Linked DNA regions of Oryctolagus cuniculus: region 2 is linked to region 1. A link is a contact called in public Micro-C data. All regions are on one chromosome and are shown on one strand. The core of a region is the stretch at or near the end of the contact, and the rest is flanking DNA. Distances in the headings are between cores, read along the strand shown.

What was found. Hi-C and Micro-C count contacts between places; a contact is called where the count stands out from the background.
Region 2: a Micro-C map of ear pinna shows a contact between it and region 1, with 6 times the contacts expected there. The contact joins the promoter of MEIS1 here to the enhancer-like site in region 1. A contact is called at or near these places in 3 of 6 Hi-C or Micro-C datasets (ear pinna, embryonic fibroblasts and skin fibroblasts).

The regions. Positions count from the first base shown.
Region 1 is chr2:134,767,800-134,771,631 of mOryCun1.1, reverse strand. No RefSeq gene overlaps it. Among named protein-coding and RNA genes, the nearest start is that of C1D, 220 kb to the right of the region's middle. Within about 2 kb of position 1,996, at least 2 of the 8 cell types and tissues checked have an H3K27ac peak or open chromatin away from gene starts, as enhancers often do. A contact at or near this core is called in ear pinna, where this site is marked.
Region 2 is chr2:136,231,404-136,235,235 of mOryCun1.1, reverse strand. It overlaps MEIS1 (Meis homeobox 1), which reads left to right and starts at 2,007. Exons shown (of 12, transcript XM_051837800.2): 1 at 2,007-2,123.

The DNA of each region.
Region 1 (3,832 bases), core at 747-3,246:
TGTGAAAGAAGAAAGCACTTTGTAAAAAGAACGCAGCACTTCCACTATGAAAAATAAACTACTTTTGGCCGGCGCCGCGGTTCACTAGGCTAATCCTCCGCCTTGCAGCGCCAGCACACCAGGTTCTAGTCCCAGTCGGGGCGCCAGATTCTGTCCCGGTTGCCCCTCTTCCAGGCCAGCTCTCTGCTGTGGCCAGGGAGTGCAGTGGAGGATGGCCCAAGTACTTGGGCCCTGCACCCCATGGGAGACCAGGATAAGTACCTGGCTCCTGCCATCGGATCAGCATGGTGCACCGGCCGCGGCAGCCATTGGAGGGTGAACCAATGGCAAAGGAAGACCTTTCTCTCATCTCTCTCCCTCACTGTCCACTATGCCTGTCAAAAAAATAAAATAAAAAAAAATAACTACTTTTAAGTCCTTCTGGAAAACCATATGAAATCATGTGCCAAAAGGCTATAAGTACTCAGCCTCCAGATTTACCCAACTAATATTCCCCAAAGGAAAAAAATCCATGGCTTGAACATACTCATTGAAACTCATTGTAAAATTATTTATGATAATAAGAAATCACAAAAATCTAAGTACCTAAGAGTAAGGAAACATATATAAAGTGTGATATATCCTCTTGGAAGTTTCTCCACTTGGAAGAAACTTCTACATACAATGAAAAGGATAATAATAAGGATTAGGTGGTAAGTTGGAGAAAATGTACAGGAAAAAATGCCAACCCCAAAAAAAGCAAGCTATGCAACTATATAAACGTTATAATTAAACCCATATTCAAATATGTTTCTATGGAACAAAACAAATAAGGAACCCATATAAGTAAAAATACTTCTATGATGGAGTCTCTACTTTAAAGACTGAATGTATATACAGTATTCATAATTTTTTTTAACTTGGGAGCACTGAGGCCCGCTGGTCCCTGGTCTTCAGCCTTCATCCCTCACATGTAACATGCCCTTCGCTCAGAACATTAACTCATAGCAATAGGCTGAAATTCTGCTTCCAGGCAAATCCACCAAAACCCAAACCCCAGGATCAGCACACCCTCCTCTGTTCTCCACCATCTGCCTGAAGACAACCTGGATACTTCAGACACCAAAATGGACTCCTGGAAACCCCGAAGCAAAGAAGGAAAAAGCCAGACTCCACCCCCACCCCCACCCCCACCCCTACCCCCCAGCAGCAGATGGTTGGGTCTTAACAGCTTGGATTTGTTTTCTCCACACACACCAGGAGAGACTAGCCAGTCAAGCAGGAGGCTGACCAGTACTTCTCGGCTTTAGAAAATGCCTGTTTGGCAGCGTGGCATTCACACGGATGAAATGTCACATCTTTTGTCCCAGCATTCCAAGAGAAGTTCTGCCAGGGGAGTTCTATCAGTGTAATTAACACAAAGGCCCCCTTCTGTCTTAAAAACACAGCCTCAGATACATGGCAAGATGAACTAGCCATTGTTTTCCACAGGGCACAAAAACCCTTCCCCCCCACCCACCCCCAGCCCATTTACGGGGTTTCATTAAGGCCCACGGGTGCCTCTAACTTATTTATTTAGGAAACACTGTGATTGTCTTAATGTAAACAGAACTCAAGATCAGTTGACAGTTGGAATGGTCCAGCAGAAATGTTTTCAAAGGCGCCTCCTTGGAAAGGGGTCTTTCCATTGAGACCCTGGTTCCTGTATCCTACTGCCAGCACTGTTCACAAAATAAACAAATGTTTGTTTTACAACATGGCAAAGGGGGCTCCCATTCAACACTGGCCAGATATGAAAACAAACTTTCACATATAAGGGCTTTTGATACACATGACTTACTGGGATGACAAGGGGCTTGGCTGGGGAGTGCTTAAAGCTTATTAATATTGCACAAAAGACTTTTGTTTATCATTTCGCTAGATTGCCTGGGAATCACAAGACTCAAGCCGCCACCCGGCTGGTGTCCTAGCATCTCAGCAGCCGTAACGTGTGGAGATTGCGAAAGCACTGCTGGTTGGGAGCCAGAAACAAACTCTCCACAGACCCAGGTGAAAGAGCTCCAAACTGCCGGCCTCTGAGAACCAAGCCGCGGATTGTTGAGTGAAGGGACAAGAGCTCCCCCTACAGGTTAAAAAAATGGATGTCTTGAACCTTTCTGTCTTTAGAAAGAAAACATGGAACCCATGGGGTGCTTAATCCAGGACCATTTCCCCTCCTATTCAAAAAACCCAGGTCTCTCCAGCCACTTTGGCATGCTTCCTCTTTAAAGCTGAACAGCTCCGCTCCCAGAATGTCTTATGAGACAATAACATTCTGAAAGCTCATGGTCAACAGTTCCTTAGGTACTGGATTGTTAAGCAGGAAATGAAAGTAAGTCAGATACCATGTGTGCCCCTCTAGCCTCATGCTGTCCAATACTGGGGCTCCAGCCATTTGTGGCTTTTGACCAATCAAATTGTGGCCAGCTCAGATTGAGGCATGCTATAAAAGAATATGAAATAGCTGGCTGATTTTTCACTTTGGTCATATGTTCAAATGACAATATTTGAGCTGTATTCTATTAAATAGAATATATTCCAATCCATTTTACTGTGTTTTTTAAGGTGGCCGCTAGAAAAAATTGTGCATACATCACAGACTCGATAACCTACTTCTATTGGACAGTGTTGCTTCAGACATTCGATCTATTGTATAATAACAAGGCTGTAAAAATAATGACGGGAAAATTTTGAGCCTGTAGCACTGGTGATTTATGCCAGATGAGTTGATTTTTTTCTTCAGTACAGTAATTCCATTCATAAACCTGAATCTCCTGAAAAGAAAGTTTAAAAAACAATACTAACCCTACAATACTCACTTCCCTGCGATATTCTTTTTTTTTTTTTAATGTTTAAAGTTTCCTTTATTTAAACTCTCAGAAAAAAAGGAAGTAAAGTCTTCAATGTGGGTTCAGGTCACATGTGTCAAGAAAAATTTCAAAGGTAAGGACATATTTTTTCTCTGCAAACTCCTTTCTTCTCCTGGCCATACCCTTTGTGTGTTTAACTCCAAGTTACTCGAAGAGAAAAAATTCCTTCTACCAGAACACTCTTGCAAAATTGTTTTCAGTTCATTAGACAGCAGATATTTACTTATTCCCTGCCATAGCAGCAGCCTCACCCACATAATCAACACACCTCGTGAGCAATATGAGTTTGGCGGAATACGTGAAATAAATGGATTATGTAAAAAATATGCGGCCCGAAACGTGGCCAGGCCACCAAACTCGCCATAGCATTTAGACAAACTACTGAAAACATCCTAATATTTGACAGTATTACCACTTTAATTTCTTGCCTTCTTCCTTTGTTGGTTTGTTTTCTTGCATTGGTAACCTGACTTTTTATTAGTCAGATAAGGAAATAAGTTCATGACACCTTCTGCAAACCTGGATTTTTTTAGAAGGTATATCATTTATTCTTTGCAATGCTCAATAATTTTTTATCTAAGAAAACTGTGATTGAAAGTGTTAATTTTCTGAAAGCCTTGAAATTTATGTTAATTTGTTATAGCTCACATATCTGTGTGAATTGTCCTTATTTCTATTATACAGTGGGAAATCAGTCAAGCAAACAACAAATGTGCCCCAAGAGAAACACCTACATAAGCAATAAAACTGGAAGAAAAAGTCTGTCTTGGGCTCCAATGCTTTTTGCTTTTTTTTTTTTTTTTTTTTTTTTTTTTTGACAGGCAGAGTGGACAGTGAGAGAGAGAGACAGAGAGAAAGGTCTTCCTTTGCCGTTGGTTCACCCTCCAGTGGCCGCCGTGGCCGGTGCGCTACAGCCAGCGCACCACGCTGATCCGAAGCCAGGA
Region 2 (3,832 bases), core at 758-3,257, 1.5 Mb before region 1:
CCCTTTAATAGACTTCTAAATAGTTTCTTTCACTTTTCTCACAGCCATTCATTAGCTCTGACTTCTTGGTACCTTTCTCCCATCACATCCAGGCTCTTATCTCTAACATTCCTCTATTATCTCTACTAGATTTCAAATCTATTTTCTTTAAGCTGTCTTCCCCTCCTCTCATTTCTGTGTTTTTGAAATGCAAATGCGAATGTGGGAGTGAGATGTAGAGGAGGGATGTTCTTGAGGGACCAACCCCAAGCCTCCACACCACAGGATAACCTAAAAAGCAATCACAACATTTTAAAAGGCATCTTGAAGTTAGGTGGCAGATGATAAACTCTTATCATTCTGTGAACACAGCTGCCAAACTCGATTGATTAACAGGCTTTTGTTTATTCTGGGCTGGCAAATACACACACATTTTACCTTAAGAGGTGCCTCTTTAATTTCACAGGGCTTTGGAACTGACTCATCAGTGTGAAGTTTTGGGACAAAAGCCTAATTCAGGATATAGGCCTTCCCAAAGGCACGGCTCCTTATAGAACAGAAAGGTACAAGGGGAGTTTACCCCCAGAGGAGGCCAGCAGCCCAGAGGAGCTCCGCTGGCCTCAAATGCCTCCCTTGGGAGGGGAGAAACAGCAGAGACCAAGGGCCCAGAACGCCTCTTTTTAGTACTCCTTCTCTATCTGTGGAAGGTGCCCGAGGAGGTGAAGGAGGAGCAGAGAATGGAAGGGCCTTCACCAAGTCAAGATGCTGCAGAATAAAGTTCACTTGCCTAGAAAAGAAAGTGTACGATCCATGCTTAGGATAGGTGCTGTCACATAGCAAGCAGGAACGTCTCATCCGCTCTCACTGACACCTAGGACTTGGCCCTTCACTTATTCCTTTTAATAGATGATTCATTGTTACCCTGTTGAAGGAGGTATCCCTTTTTTTTTTTTTTTTTAACTTTTATGGCTCCTATGTTAAAACTCTAGACACCCTCCATGCAATTTCTCCCGGCAAGCCCCAACTGTAATAACTGTTTGCTAATTGTAAAATCCTTATCCAGAATGAGGTTTGGGCAAACAATTTGTACTACTGTAATTACATTGTAAAAGTGTTTCAGCCCCTTGATTGTCTAGAATTAATTGTACAAAGGCCTAGAAGTAGCATTGGGTTCACAGTTACAAATGGATAGTGGGGAAGAAGACACTTTTCACAACCAGTAAGTTTATTTTAAGCTCACAAACTCAAACTGTTCCATTCTGTAAGAAAAATCTGTGTGTACGACATTTAAAGAACATTTTTAAGGTGACCTGGCATACCATGGTTTGCACCCAAGTCTGCCTACTATTTTGAAGGCTCCGGTTGTTGGAAAAGAGTGATTTACTTGAATTTTTTTCGTTTTTAATCTCTGCTGAAAACAAAAGATATTATTTGCTGGAAAGCAATAACACGAAGCCAATCCTGTTGTTAAAAAAGTATATTCCGTATATTAACAAACTGCCCTTTTCCTAATGTGAAAACGTGGAGGGTTGAGCGGAGGGAACGCCCGGCCGGGTTACCTAAGTCTGCTGAGAACCCCTAAGGGCTGGTAAAGATCATGGTCGTCTAAGTGTATTTCGCAGTAAATTTCCCTCAGTTAAATTACACAATCTCCCTCGCAGTTCACATAAGGGCCGTGAGCGAAGCCGTGCCCACGTCAGGCTTTGGTTCGACGCCCTCCCCTGTCCCCCTCGGGTCCCCCTCCCGCTCCCAGGAGCGCGGGTGCGGAGACGGCGCGCACGGCCCCGCAGGCAGCCGTCGAAGGCGCTCAGGTGGTGGGGAAGGCCGGCGGGCTGCGGGCCGGCCCGGTCCTCTCCATACTTGGGAAAGGCTTGTGCTGCCTGGCCCAGCCAGCGCCACTCCCCAGGAAGAAGACAGAAATCGCCTCCCCGAGACCCTGAAATTGGCCTGAAATTTGCTTCCAAGTTCATGCCGCGAGGGTGGGGAGAGCAGGGGTCAGGCGTGGGCTCACAGGCGCCGGTCATCCACCTGGCTGCCCCTCACCCCCCGACCCCCAGGCTTTGACTCCGGGGCCTGCCTTCCCTTTCCGAGTGAGGCGTCGGGGAGTTTGTGCCAGGAAACTACACACGTATGCGACGTAAAAAGTAAGAGATCCTAAAACTTGAGTGTGCCAGACAAAAGAAGAAAAGGCGTGTGTCTGAGGGGGATGGGGGGGCGAGTCAAGAGATGAGGGATCCCGAGGACGTTTGGAACCGACGGAAAGCAGCCGTGGCTCTTCGGAGGAGAGAGCGGTTCTGGGTGGACCGCGCCAGCCCTGTCTTCCAGGCGCACACCGGGAGCGGACTGGGGCGGGGGGCTGGGGGAGGCTGCGGGGCTCGTCGGCTCGGCCTGCTGGAAACGCTGCCCTCTCGGGGCGGCTCAGCCGGCGCCGACCCGTGCGGAGGCTTTAGGAAGCCACAGGAATCGCCTCGGGGAGGCTCCGCGCGCGGCGGGGACCCGGTCGGGACCCCGGGTCCGACGCTCGCCCTGGTGCCCGCTGTCGCAAGCCCACTCCACGGAAACTCGGGTCGCATCTTCCCTGCTACTTGGCGCCTAAGAGTTGGCTGCTGCACACCTCCGAGCGCCTAACCTTTTCCAAACCGTCTCCGCCAGAACGGAGCCCCCTCGCTCTGGCTGAAAACTCTGCCCCCCACCCCTGCGCCCCTTTAGGGGCCAGGGCTGGGGCCGCGGCCCGGGCCGCAGGACGGGGGTGGGGGTGAGGGGCGCGTGCGCCCGCCGCTTCGAGGGAGTCAGCCTTTTGGCCACCTTCGGGGCGGGAATCGGGGCTGGCGGTTTGCATTCCCGGCAGATCGAAGCTCCCTGCTGATCGATTATTTGATAATTGATTTTCCCCGCAGCCAATGCGCGGCCGCCTGGGCGGGGGCGCCTCCTGATTGGCCGAGCCCTTCGCCACGGCTGCCCACCGAGATTTGGGTGAGTTCATTTTCCAGCCGACCGCAGGGGGAGTTTTCGGCGAGGCTTCGGCTGGGGGGTGGGGGCGGGGGTTCCTCTCGGAGCCGAGCGAGCTGCGAGCCCCGCTCGGGGATGGGAGGCTTCCCGGCGCCGGTCGAGCTGCTGCGGCCAAGCCCTCTCAGCAGACCGGAGCCCGGCGGGCAGCAAACTCGAAAATAACACCATTACATAGCACTGTAAAGGGCCACCTCAGAGTGCCACAATAAAGAGAAGGGGGGAAATGACTAAGCCCAGAGAATAGGTATTCGCAGGGGGAAAGTTAAAGCCAGAGGCGCCGAGCCTCCGAGTTTGGGTACCGGCAGCTTTTGTCTGCAAACCTCGGCTCCCGAAGTGGATCCTTTTCCTCAGGCACTGGGAGTTTTCGCCGAACCGAGTGTGTGGGGTGGGTGGTGGTGGGGGGACAGGAAAGTGTGGTCAGCAAAGGAGCAGGGCGTCGCCGGGGAGAGAGCTGGGGGCGCGGGGCCCCTCCAGGCCCGCGCGAGGCCGAGGCCGGAGCCCCTCGGCGCCTCGAAGACAAAGGCGGCGGCGGCCGCAGCCGGAGCCGAGCGCGCCGGCCCCGTCGCGCCGCGCCCGCAGCGGGTCTGAGGAAAAGCGGCCCTCCCCGCGGCGCCCGGGCCGCAGCTCCGCCCGCGAGGTCCGGGCTGCCCCGAGCCCGCGTCGGGTTTCGCTTTCCGGCGATCATAAATAGCTCGGTGTTTGTAAACAGGCGCTGGGGGCACATTCCCGGCGCCCGGCTCATTGTTCCCTCCCTGGCTCTCACTCCGCGCAGGACGCCGGGGCTGGGGCCGGGGGGCTGCCGGGGCGAGGAGAGGGGGCGTCCAGATCCAAAGTGACAAAATGC